Linked DNA regions of Mus musculus: regions 1, 2 and 4 are each linked to region 3. A link is a contact called in public Hi-C and promoter capture Hi-C data. All regions are on one chromosome and are shown on one strand. The core of a region is the stretch at or near the end of the contact, and the rest is flanking DNA. Distances in the headings are between cores, read along the strand shown. Region 1 holds the start of Wdr60 (WD repeat domain 60). Region 2 holds the start of Setd3 (SET domain containing 3). Region 3 holds the start of Tedc1 (tubulin epsilon and delta complex 1). Region 4 holds the start of Esyt2 (extended synaptotagmin-like protein 2).

Region 1 (3,101 bases), core at 211-2,710, 3.1 Mb before region 3:
ATACACAAAAGAGAACGGAGGATAGCAACAAGTACATAAGTTATAAACTTTGAATTAAATCTGTAGGAAAGTGGTGCTGGACCAACACAGGAATGTTTGGGAAGAGTGAATGGACAGGGTGAAGGATCCATCTCCCAGGCAGGCCATGCATCTGAACAGTGTGTGAATATTTAGGCGACTGCAGTGAGCAGAGAGTGGTGTTCCTTACTCGATCCTTCCCCTTCATTACCTGACTTTATTCTTTCCCCATGAACCTATCCCAACATCCAACTATAGCACCTGTCTCCCATTTGAATGCTTTGTAGCTTCACATTAAGAAGTTTTGTGTCATGACATTCAATACCCTTCACAAATTTGCACACACCTCCCTTTTCATCTCTAGCCATCTCTCCAGTCATGAAATCCAGACCCTTTGTTACAGGTGTGCTCTGCTCATTAAAGAAGCTTCTAATCACATGTGGGCTTTGGGTACTTGGGAGGTGGCTAGTCTTGACATATTCTGTAAGTAAAGAATTTTGAAGACACTACAAGTTTTTAAAAATACGTTAATACTTCAAATATATACTGCACGTTAAAGTGATAACAGTTTATGCCTGTCTCTGGTAAAATATACTATTAAATTTAACCTTTTTCAACTTTTGAAAATGTAGCTCCTGGGGTTGGGGAGATAGCTCCGTAGATAAAGCATTTGTCATGCAAGCACGCAGACCAGGGTCTGGATCACCATCACCCACGTAAAAGTCAGATGGGGCAGCCTGCTTCTAACCTCAGTGCTCATGAGGCAGAAATGGCCATAGGCAAGAACCAGTAAAATTCTGTAAGAACTGGACCAAAATAAACCACAGCCAACACCAAGATTACCTTCCCTCTAAGAAATGTACTGGATTAGTAGAAACAAAGATAATAGACCTTAAGCAAAGATGAAAGACTTAATGTATGTTAGTACCTTTTGTATGACAAGGATTTGGCTTAGTGACCTTTGTGTGGTGTTAAGTGAGTGGAAAGTCAAATTCTAACGTGGGTTACAGTAATATGTAACTTAGAAAAGTGTGCGAATAGTAAACTTCTCATCTGCAGAAAAAGCTCAGAATGCTAACATACGATCTAGATACTTCCTAAGTATCGCTAGGCAGACAGCCTAGTCTTGAACTCACAAAGATCCTTCTGCCTTGTCTCCATTGTAATAGAATTAACTAAAGGTGTGCGCTGCCGCAGTTGGCCACAAATGATTTTCATGAAAAGACAGTCTATAGGGTGTGAGTTGAGGAGGCAAAGCCTTGTTCAAGTATAAAGCTCAATCACCGTTTCCTTCCCATCTCTCGTTGTCAACTGTGAGGGTCAAAGAAGGATCAGACAAAGAAACTCAAGACATAAGAAAAGGCTCCTGCGTGTTTGCAGAAAACACGGGCGCGCAGGCGCGCGTGCTGGGGACGGCCGCGGGGCATGCTGGGCCAGCGCCTTCGGCCCGTTGCTAGGAGGCGGGGACGCCGGCCCTCCTGGGACCCAAGTCGCAGCAGGCCTGGCTGGCTGGTAGAGCTGAGCGACGGCGGGTTTATCTTCCTCCGGTGGCCCGCGCCTGCTGGGCCGAGGACACGCGGCTGTCCCGGCCTCGAGGAGCGATGGAGCCTGGGAAGGTCGGTGCGCCGCGGGGCCCAGCCTGGTCCGGCCCGCGCCCCCATTACCCCCCTCTTTCTTGGCAATGGAGATCGGGTTCCTCCTGGGCCTGCACTTAGGAGAGAGCTGGAGGCGGAGTTTGGGTCGAGGTCTCAGCTCTGCTGTTGCCTCTCACTTCTTAGCTCCAGGTGCGGTTTGTGGAGGAGTTTCTGGACTCATCCAGAGGCGAGGCTGAGTGTCAACTTCAGGAAGGCACAGGACTCCTGAAAAAAAAGTGCCGCAAGGTGAAACATGAGTCTCGTTAAGGTAGAAGGTTGTTGACTTTAACTTTGGTAGGTCGTTTATATCAAAAATCCATCTCTTAGGTTTTCCGGTTTGGTGCAATACAGGTTTTTAAAGTATGTCCTTATGGCCCTATTAACAACTCATGATAAATCCTATGAATTACCTTAGCGTCTATTATAAAGGACCCTTGTCTGCTTTAATTAATTTAGGTCTTCTCTTTCCATCTTTTAGTTTACTGGGTAAAAGTTTGCCCATTTTGTTGATCTTTCTGAAAGAGTCAGCTCTTTAGTTTCATTGATTCTTCGTACTGGTTTGTGTTGTTACAGTTTCTTTGATTTCAGTCCTGAGTTTGATTTTTTTTTTTTTGTGCCATCTACTCTTTTGGGGTTATTATTTCTTCTTGTTTTTCTAGGGCTTTCAGGTGCATCATGAAATTACCAATATAAAACCTCTCTAGTTTTTTGGTGGAGACACTTGGTGCTATGAACTTTCGTCTTACAAACTGTGTTCATTGTGCCCTGTAGGTTTGGCTATGTTGAATTTTTATTCAGTTTTAAAAAGTTTATTTTCCTCTGTGATTTTTGTTTTGACTCAATTTTCATTCAGTAGTAAGTTGTTCAGTGTCCATGAGTTTGTTTGGTATTGTTGATATTCAGCTTTACTCCATGGTGGTCAGATAGGATTCAGGGTGCTATTTCAGTTTTCTTATATGTATTGAGGCTTGCCTTGTGTTCTAATATGTGATCATGAGCTTTGGAAAAGAAAGAATATTCTTTAGAGTTTGGGTGGGATATTTGTGTGTGTGTTTGTCTGTCAATTTGACTTACGATATTTTTTGTTTGTTTTGTTTTTTCATTTGCTTTTTTAAACTCCAGCAACTTCTCTGTTTAGTTTTTTTTTTTTGGATGACCTGTCTGGATGGAAGTCAGGTATTGAAGCCATGCACTACCACTGTGGTTTTTATCTGTAGTAGTGTTTCTTTTATGAACATAGGCACTCTTGTGTCTGGTGCATAAATGTTTAGAACTGCCATTGTTGTGTTTTATAAAAAAGAAAAAGAAGCCAGGGATATGTTTGGTAGGGGTGCGGTGTGGTGTGGGGGAAGAGTGTCCCTCTGCAGGCCCATGCTGAGGCATCCCTTCCCCCTGAGGTAAAGGTATAGTATAGAATAGAGTTTACTTAGGGCATGGTGAGGGGAGTTA
Region 2 (3,189 bases), core at 158-2,657, 5.0 Mb after region 3:
ACATGACTTTTTAATTTTAAGTCCAGCATTCTGGAGGCAGAGGCAGGAAGATATCTTTGCGCTGGAGGCCAGCCTAGTTTACAGAGAGAGCTACACACCAGCCAGGGTTACGTAGGAAGACAGCCAGTCTGTGATAACTGATTTTAAACACTGAGTGACTTATGGAAAGCTGTGTTTTATTGGTAGTCCAAAGTTAAGAACACCACCAAGAATACATTAGGCAGGTTAAACTGCTTAAACGTTTTCAGATTAACATATACATGTTATTTCTCAACTTAATAAAGATCAGTTCCCCTAACACCGAGGCAAACAAGCACTCAGGAGAGGATGACGTCTGGGTAAGAACGAGTCTTATCGAGGAAGTCCCTTTTCATTCCTGGTCCTACCTGAGTTCCGTGGTTCAAGAGTCACGGAACACTTTCCAAAGCCTCAATCCTACTTAACAGAGGGATCCACAAGCCGTGGGTGACCGGGTCGGTCTGAGGCAGGGTCTGTGCGTGTAAGCCCCGCCACCCTTTTATTCCTCGGCTAGGAATCCCCCAAACCGCAACCACTTTCCTCTGCGAGGTCAGCTTCCAGTTCCAGGCATTAGCGGCGCACCCCAGAGGACCCGACCCTGTCCCGAAGCTCCCTCGCCGCCAACCCCGCGTCGCCTGCTAATTTCAACGTGCATCAGGGATTCCAAGGAGGGCGGTGGAATCCGGGAAGCCGGACTCTTCCGTAGAACCCAGGCAGCTGGAAAATACCCTCCTCGGACCACCAGGAGCGCAGACGGTGGGCGGCGCTGCCCGCGGCCAGCTAGATACTCACCCCTCGCCTCAGGCAAAACCCTCAGCGACGTCTCTCCTTCCTGACAGCAGCCATCTTGGAGGTGGAATGTCGGGGAACTACGTCATTTCCCTGCGTCTCGGGACGTTAAGAAGCGGCCGGAGGGGGCGGCGAAAGTCAGGTGCCTGTCAACCAATTAGAAGAAAGTAAAGCTAAAAAAAAGAAAAAAAGTAACAAGTCAACAGTCGCCGCTCCGCCTACCCTGCGGCCTTGTGGACTGCGGCCCGTAGGGGGAGGGGAAACACTCGCACACACCCTCCCATCGCCCCACCCCCTTGGCGAAAGGGAGTTCGGGAGCAACCGAACCTGTTAACGGAACTTCGGCCCGGAGGCGGAGCCAGGGCTCCCGTCGTTCAATCACAGCGCGAGATCTAACCAATCGAGTCTTCGGATACGGCTCCGCCCCGGTTGCTGATGTCCAATGGCTGATCAGCACCCTGGCTGGCGGGCGGATGGGCGGCGGGGCGGAGCCGCGCCGAGGCGTGTTAGGTGCGGGCCAATGAACGGCGGCGGCGGCCCGTGGGCGGGGCCCAGGGGCGGGCGGAGCCGGGTTGGGCCTAGGCGGCGGGGCTGTCTCTGGCTGCCGTCCAGCCCCTCCCGTCCGGCCGCCGCCGCCACCGCCGCCGCCGCCGCCTGGGGGTTGGTTGAGGCGGACGGTGGGGTCCCGGCCGGAGTGTGGCGCCGCCGCTGCGCGAAGACGAAGCGGGCAGGTGAGTGCGGACGGCAAGCACCCGCGTGCGGCCCGCGGGCTGAGGGGACGGGGTTCCACCGCTCCTTAAGGAGGTGAGGCCGAGCGTGCGGACTCCGAGGTCCGGTGCTCGGCCGCGACCGAGTTCTCAGGGCCTGGGAGGCTGTGGGCTCCGAGGCCCGGCAGGCCCGGTCCCTGAGGGGACTGGCGAGCGTCTGCAGCTTCCCTCTTCCACCGGGACGGGGGCAGGCGGCAGGTTCAGGGCGCGGCCTGGGCGCGGCCTGGGCGCCGCCCTCGGGTACGGCCGGGGCCCGGAGTGCGCGCGGGGCGCTGGGACTGCGTGCGGCGGGCTGCAGCCTTGGTTTCCTTCCTCCGGTGGCAGGCGCACGCGGCTTGGGGCCGAGGCCCCTCTGCAGCTCTCTGTTGCCCACGGGGAGCCCGGCCCCCGCGCCTTGTCCTCCACTGCCCGCTCGCAAAGGCGGGCGTAGAAAATAGGTCAGGTTTCTTCCCACGCGCCCCTGGCCGAGGTCCACACGCGACGAGCGCGCTGCGAGAGAGAAGCGGTCCGTGCTCTCGGAGTTTGCCATTCCGATTTTCAACTCTTCCTTCTTGCGGCTGCAGCCTGGGCATGCGACTCTGCCTCTTCTCCCCGCCTGCCACTCTTGGAGAAGGAGCTGATTAGTGACGTGCGCCACTGGCTGCCGAGGGGCCTCACCCCCTCCGCGTCGTGTCGGGAGAGGACGTTGGTGCGTTTCTGGAGGGGTGCACGCGTAAAGATGACTCGGGACATGCTGTAATCCATTTCTAAACGAAAACGGTGTTGTTACCGAAGTAAACACATTTGAACAGGATGTTGACAGCCATCTTGCCTTTGCAGACCCTTAGAAGATTGAGGTTTTACTGATAGATGTAACAGAACTGCATCCAGGAAGGCTGAGGCAGGGAATCCGGAGTTTCAGGCCTGCCAGAGCTACATAGGGAGACCCTTTCAAAAAACACACAAAAACTAAAACCAGACTTGGACACTGAAAGTGTGGGTTTTTCATATGTGATACTGTTCCCATTTCCCTTTCAAAGGCGATGCTGAGGGTGTTTTTAAAATGAGTTTTAAACAGTGATAGTCTTGGGGAGTTTTAAGTGAACGCACCCTTAAAATACAGCAGTATAAAAGGACATTTCCTCCCCAAGTTAAAAAGTTTGTCTAGACTCACTGGAACCTACAGTGTGTATGTAGGCTCCTACCTGTAGAGGCTCACTTTATAGATGGGTCTCTGGGGCGCCATGATTGATATTTTGGTGGAATTCCAGCCATTTGGGAAGGAGTTTTTCTAGGGCTTAAGAAAACAGTTTGCAAAACCAAGTTCTGAAAAGCTACAGAAAAAAAGAACATCTTACTGGGACTCTAAACAACCTTGGTCTTTATTGCCCCTACCTTCTTTTTACCGTGCGTTCCTTTCTCTTTTGAGATATTACTAATATCTGGATATGCAACTCTAGTTCCCTTGGAGGGAAGTAGTTGCTATTTCTCCCTCCTTTTTCACTGTGCAAACATCTCAGTGGAGCTATGCTGGACTTGAAGATCCAAACATTGTGCTGATGTGGGTTCTAGCAATGAGGGTTTCTGTTCCTTTTCTGTTTATAAATGTCCAGTAAAATTCTCACTGAAATGCTGT
Region 3 (3,268 bases), core at 592-3,091:
GCTGTCAAAGCCTAACACCAGCCGGGTATTTCCCCAACAGACCAAACACCCTGCCATGAGGCAGCGCCCACTGCAGCACCCTGCCAATCCTCACCTGCTGACCGCTCTCTGGATCTCTAAGCATCTCTGTTTCGGCAACAGAAAGATGGCCAAGGCTCTGTTGGCTGTGGCATCCCTGCGTGTACAGGTGGATCTGTAATAGGTAAAATAGCCAGGCTGGGGAGTAGCTCCCAGCAAGATCTTTCAGCCGAATATGGGCACCTTTAGAGACCACTTATAACCAGAAAGGACAGAGCTGGGCTCAGGATACCCCAGTAATACTGGGGGCAGAGGCTGCAGAAGGGCACCAGACAACTTCACCGAGGGCTTCCACACCTTGCTCACCAGGACACAGGTAAAGCACGGTCCGTCCCTGCTTGTAAAGGTCAGAGTTGGGATAAGCCCAGCAGTCCAGTGGTCCAATAGTGGTGACAGAGATGGACCCCAGGGAAAGGCAGCCTGGGCACAGGGTGAAGAGCCATGTGCCTGTATTACCTTGCTGAGGAGGATACACTGCTCCTGCTGACTAGAGATCAGGCATCGCCACCTAAACCGCAGCCTTCCCATCAGCCATTCCACTAGTCGGAGATCCACGGGGCTCTTTGGTTCCACAAAGGGTGCAGGAGGACCAGGACTGGTTGGGGCCTCACAGTAGAGAGGGAACAAGAGTCAGCCCTGCTATACATCCCATATCTCGAGGAAGGACCAGGACAGGGAAGCTGTACTACTGACGTACATCCTCAGCTTCAAAGCTGGATGAGAACCACACCAAGGGCAAATACCACATGAGCTGGAAGCCCGGAGAAATCCACGGGTTCTGGGCAAAGCAGGGCTCTGACACCCTCAATTACATACTCACCTCCCACTGGGGCAACTGGTCACCCAGCTGCACACGGGTCTGGGCAAGCAGCTGCTCAAGCAAGGGTCCTCGGGCGAGGAGCCAAGACAGGGCCAACAGCAGTTCCCGGCTTCCCTGAGAACTGCCGTCTGGAAATTGTAGCAGCACAGACCTGGGGTAGCCTTGGGAGCCCAGTGCTGATTTCACCACACAGGCTTGGGCCTCTGGAGTGGGAAATGATCAGATCAGGGGGTGCTAACCTGGAGATTTCACCTGGATCCCTCTGGGGACCTGAGAGCACCCCCTAAGCTTAGAACCTGCTAAGCGTGGACTAAGGAGGCGAGATCTGAGAGTCTATGAGGAGGCAAAGTGATAACCAACGGGCAGGATTTCTGTGAGTGGTTGGCCAGTCTCAGCGTTTCACTGGAGTGATAAAGCCACTACTACCCAGGTAAGCGTGGTAAAGGCTAGTGGGAACTTATACTAATGGAAGTGGGCGCAACAGCGAGAGGAGCAGGTGCCTGCAGGAAGGGAGGAAACAACAGAGGAGCTTTGATGGGGCGGGACTTGGTGGGTTAAGACAAAACTACAATAGCCTTGGGGAGCGGCTTTCTGAGAGGGCGGGGCTTACCTGGGGCAAGGTCGGTCCAGGTATTGTTTGCAGCAAGCGGTGAGAGCACGCGCAAGAGAAGCTGCCAGAGCACTGGAGCCTGAAGCAAACGAGGAGTTTGTAGTCAGCGGGTATCAGGTGTCACCTACATCAGCCCAGGCAACGCCTGCCCCGACCCCGACCGCCTACTCGAATAGCCTCACCGCCTCAGGTCGATCGAACTTGGCGCGGCGGAAGATTTCTGGGCTGGGCCCAGCAGGCAGGCACCGACTCAGCGCGGCGACAGCCTCAGGCAGGGCCCGGGCAGCCCCTTCCACCCGGCTCCGCCGCCGCCGCATACAGCCAGCACTAGACAGCCTCGGATTGCCCGCTCGGGACCCCGACCAATCACAGTTCCGGATGAGGCCCGCCTTCTCCCCTCAGGCCCAATGAACGATGACTCTGGCGTTTGAGTGCCTACCAGTCTATCCCGTAGGCAGGCACTTCCGGGGTCGGGGGCGGGGATTGGAGGTGCCAACTCCGTTGGAACTCACCAATCAGCACCTCGACTTATCAACCGCCTTAGCAACCCCGGGCTAGGGAAGCGCGAGGCTGGAGGGCGCGCATGCGCCCGAGGTGTTCCCTGGAGGAGCGGAGGAAGGAGCAATGTGGCTCCACCCAGCCACGAAGGGAGTGTCTCTGCGAAGCCGCCCTGGAAGGAACCCGCCGCCAGGGGTCGCCAGGCCTCCGCGAGAAGCAGCTGAGCCCTGCGAAGTGGGTGGGGAGTTCCGGGGGCCACGTCGCCAGAAGTCTCTTCGGAAAGCCATCCTCCCTCTCATGTACAGCCAGCCCCAGACTTCCTTGTCCCCATATTCATTCTTCCTCCAGCCACTAGAAGAGCAGTTTTTAAGGAAAATTCTCCACTTCATAAAAGGGTGCGGCCCTCTCTTTTAAGGTTGAACTTAGTTTTGCACTCAGCCCTTCAGGAGCAATCTTGGTAAGCTTTGAGAATCCCGCAAGGATTCACAGTAGCTACATGACAATGGCAGAATGAACCCAGAGTGCAACCTGATGCACGGGGAAAGACATGCAGTCGGCAACTATCCTCCGCAACCGGCATGAGCCTACTACGTGGCTACAACCTAGGTGAAGCCAGAGCAGCCTCTGTGGGAAGCCGGATGCGAAAGATCACATTATGTGCGCCAGTGCGTGTGGAGGAGGGCCGGACAAAGGCCGGACGCTGCCAACGGTGATCCAGAGACAAGCCTGTAGGCGACGAGTGGCAGGAAGAATTGCTGGGGCGAGACCTGAACGCTCGAGCGGACACAAACTAAGCTTTGTGCCCTCGATGTCGCCACCAAAAATAGTTGGAGCAGCGGACAGACAGTACTGCGTGTACTCTGCATCTCAAAGCTAGGAAAGAAGAGGCAGGTGGAGAGGGAGAGGGTGCGGTGCGGAAAAGGAAAGTGAGGTGAGAGGGAGGGGCAGAGCTGTCCCTTGGCACCTGCCAGTTTAACGGCGGTCTACAGGATGGCCACGCCCTCCGGAAGTGCGGAGACTGCGGGCTCACCTTTACCTTGACCCTCCCTGTGTTTTGCTGCAGACCTTCCTCTGCTCATCTGGATACCTTCAGCTATTCTGCCTCAGGGTCTCCTCCTTCCTGGCCCCTTGCCACACAGCAAATGGCCTCGCCCAGCTAGTTTCTACCTGCTCTTCCTGCCCTCGCTTCAGAGCCATGCTATACTGCACACCTTAAACACGAAGCGCCCTGAAAAGCACAAAGACTTGAGTTCTTGTCTACT
Region 4 (3,091 bases), core at 231-2,730, 3.1 Mb before region 3:
CTCTTTGCTAAGAAAGACAGTGAAGAGAAAAAGATGATAATGCCTTCTCCAATAGGTTCAAATACTCAATAAGTAAAAAGCAATTTTAGGAAAAAATAATCAATACCATAACTTATCATTACTGTTAACACTTTCAAAATCTCCCTCTATATATGTTAGATCCTGGATATTAAATGATCATATCAAAGTGCCTAGTCTTCCCTCTGGTATTTTAAACAATGAAACAAACATTTCAATTCTTCTAACATAAGCTTTTCAGGAACACTTCAATCGTGTTAGACACAACTAAGAAATGAATGAGTCTTCCTGATTTTTTTAATTAACTTCTCCCCATATTGGCTGTCACTACTTTTTAAATCAGAAAGGAGAATCTGGACGGTTCCAGGCCTGCAGCGCCATGCTTGCAAAAGGTTTACAGAATCGCTCTGGACAACTGAGATCTCATCGCCCACCAAGTGTGCTTCTGGGCGGTAGTCACTGCCAGCATGAGAGGAGGAAGAGGCCCAGCAACTAACAATGACCAGTTCTGCCAAGTTAGGAAGTATTCACTACCTGCGCACTTTGCTAGCGATGGGCGAGGAGGACTGAAAGCCAGGAAGAGGACTGAGAGCGGACACTCTCGGAGCAGATAATGACCAGGACACCTCGCCCAGGATGAGGGTGGGGACAGCAATAAGGACACCTGACTTAGGTGGGGGAGGCGGTGCGCTGACACAAGTGAGACTCGGACGCAGACCGTCGCTCAGAGCCGGGGTGGGCCACAGTGGCCAGAACTCCCGAGGAAAGCAGGTGGGCAGAGTGCTGACAGCAGACAGCAGTTTACAGCAGGAGAGGCAGACAGCAGTAAGGTCGCACACCTGACTCGGTCCGGGATCCTGGTTGTGCGGATCCCGGATCGGACGGAGATTCGGAACAAGCGGTGGCTGACACTTCACTCGGGCTGGGGCTTGAGTTCCCCACCCGTCACTGAGAAGGGGAGAAGGGTGGTGCGGACCTGACTCCGCTCAGGTCTGGGGGGGCAACACTCACCCAGGCGGGCAGGTCGCAGGCGCGCACTCCCAGGCGCACAGCTTGCTCCTCGTCCTCCAACAGCGCCAGCGCGCGGCACAGGCGGCTGGCCTTGAGGCCGCGGCTCCGGCGGCACCAGGCGAGCAGCCCGAGCGCCAGCAGCACCCAACTGAAGCTCAGCCCCAGGTAGCCCAGGGCGTACACCGGCAGCAGCAGCGCGAAGCTGCGCGCCAGCTGCCCCAGCAGCCCCGGCAAGTCCACACTCAGAGCGCTGCCCGGGGCCTCGGGCTCGGAGCGGCCCCCAGCCCGGCCAGGACCGGCCTCCGGCCCCTCGCCCCCCGCGCTACTCATCTCCAGCCGCGCTGAGCACTCCTCCCTGCCGAGGCGGGCGCGGCTCTCCCACGGACCGCAGGTCGCTCTAGCCCGCGCGCCAGCGCCCCACTGAGGGGGACCGCGGGCTCCACCGCTCCACTCCTCAAACGGGCGGGACTTGCCGTCATCACAGTGCGCAGGGCCCTCCCCCACCGAGGCCTCTCCCAGAGAGGGGCTTGCTCGGGCTGAGTGCGTGGTTTGGTGACGCAATCAGCATGCGCCCGACTCTTCCTCACTGGGATCCACTGTTCAGAGACAGCCGACCCTGAAAGAATCTAGGGCGGGGCGACGTGTCAGTCGCCAACCGGATCCCGCTCCCTCGTCCGCGCCCTCAGGAAAGATCCCCCGGCGGCGAATGGTCTGTGCCTGGTGTCATCGCGCGGTCGGACCCGCCTCTGCGCTGGGGTTGCTGTGCTGCTACTCTCCGGTCGTTACACCAAGAAGGGGCTGCAGGCGAAGCCATCACGCCAGGCAGGCCCCGCCCCTAACCTGTGAGGGCGGTTCGGTCTGCGCCCTCGGAGGGTGGGCGCCGCGCCAGGGGGACACACCCGGACTTGGCTCGCAGGGACGGCCGGAGAGGGAGGTGTGGCTTCCGCGGGTGTTGGAAGGGAGCAATGGCCCTGACTAGTGGGAAGGCTAGCGGGCTGAGTCCTTTCCAGCTTAGCGGAGAGCTCGGCGTTCGTCAGCCAACCTCTTGCCTGTCCTAGCTCCCTGGCGGAGAACTTGAACTTGCAGGTTCCTAGGGTGAGAGGATGGCTCCTGGGCCTGCCTCTGTGGAATGAGAACTTTGCGCCTGCTGCAGTAAAATTTACCTTGAGGCCTTACTGTGTGGTGGCGCCTCTGGGTCTAGTACTCCTTCAGGTCTGACTTCCCAAACAAAATGGCCCCAGTGAGCTTAGGAAAGCACAGTTGTCATGAAGATTTAAAAAAAAAAAAAAAAAAAAAAAAGGCAGCCAGGGTCCACCACCCCCTACCCCCGTCAAGGCCAAACTCTTAGGGGACATCTGAGGGGACATATGTGAAGCTTGCAAAAAAGAAAAAGGAAAAAAGGGAAGTAAGGAAAGGGAAGAGAAGAGAAAAAAAGACATCTGCTTTAAAGTTTGCTAAAGAGGAGCTGGAGAGATGGCCCAGCACCTGAGAACCCAATTCCTGAGTCAATTCCCAAAATCCACATCTGGCTGTTCACATGCACCTGTATCTAAAGCTCCATGGGATCTAATACCTCTGGTCTTCACAATCGCCTGTACACACACACACACACACACACACACACACAGAGGCATAATTTTTAAGAAAATTTTCCAGGAGGATAATTCCACGACTATGATTGTGGAATGTTGCAGATTCAGAGCCAAGTTATCCTGGGTCATACTTTGTTCCATTAGTAGCCATTCATTGCCCATCTCTTGTGTCTGATTTTATGCCACAATCCTTGTGATTCAAATATTAACCCACCACTACCTTGCACCAACACAAAGCTACCAGTGTCATCAGTATCTGAAACCTACAGAAAACAAAGTTCCCACTTTTCTGCAACCTGATGTTTTTGATTCACCAATGTATTTGAAAAAATAAATGCCTTGGTTTATGTAGTAAGTTCTGAATGAACAAATAAATGCAAATAAATAAATAAATGCAAAGTCACCTGTGGAAGATTTTCCCGTGAGTATGTGTGAATATGTATTACAGCATTTCAGAGACATGCCATGTT

What was found. Promoter capture Hi-C pulls out the DNA fragments that hold promoters and counts their contacts. A called contact is a pair of places that touch in the nucleus more often than the background predicts.
Region 1: a contact with region 3 is called in a promoter capture Hi-C map of second pharyngeal arch cranial neural crest. The contact joins the promoter of Wdr60 here to the promoter of Tedc1 in region 3. A contact is called at or near these places in 5 of 39 promoter capture datasets (cranial neural crest, frontonasal cranial neural crest, maxillary cranial neural crest and 2 more) and 1 of 484 Hi-C or Micro-C datasets (the G1E-ER4 cell line).
Region 2: a contact with region 3 is called in a Hi-C map of erythroblasts, with 6 times the contacts expected there. The contact joins the promoter of Setd3 here to the promoter of Tedc1 in region 3. A contact is called at or near these places in 1 of 39 promoter capture datasets (liver) and 1 of 484 Hi-C or Micro-C datasets (erythroblasts).
Region 4: a promoter capture Hi-C map of second pharyngeal arch cranial neural crest shows a contact between it and region 3. The contact joins the promoter of Esyt2 here to the promoter of Tedc1 in region 3. A contact is called at or near these places in 5 of 39 promoter capture datasets (cranial neural crest, frontonasal cranial neural crest, maxillary cranial neural crest and 2 more) and 1 of 484 Hi-C or Micro-C datasets (embryonic stem cells).

What each region holds. Positions count from the first base shown.
Region 1 is chr12:116,261,384-116,264,484 of GRCm38.p6, reverse strand. It overlaps Wdr60 (WD repeat domain 60), which reads left to right and starts at 1,460. Exons shown (of 22, transcript NM_146039.3): 1 at 1,460-1,634. The coding sequence starts at 1,620.
Region 2 is chr12:108,177,502-108,180,690 of GRCm38.p6, reverse strand. Setd3 (SET domain containing 3) reads left to right here and starts at 1,407. Exons shown (of 13, transcript NM_028262.3): 1 at 1,407-1,538. Ccnk (cyclin K) reads right to left here and starts at 953. Exons shown (of 12, transcript NM_009832.2): 1 at 811-953.
Region 3 is chr12:113,154,994-113,158,261 of GRCm38.p6, reverse strand. Tedc1 (tubulin epsilon and delta complex 1) reads right to left here and starts at 1,841. Exons shown (of 8, transcript NM_134041.3): 1 at 1,691-1,841; 2 at 1,509-1,587; 3 at 899-1,101; 4 at 535-684; 5 at 95-193. The coding sequence starts at 1,825.
Region 4 is chr12:116,279,611-116,282,701 of GRCm38.p6, reverse strand. Esyt2 (extended synaptotagmin-like protein 2) reads right to left here and starts at 1,480. Exons shown (of 22, transcript NM_028731.5): 1 at 1,030-1,480. The coding sequence starts at 1,359.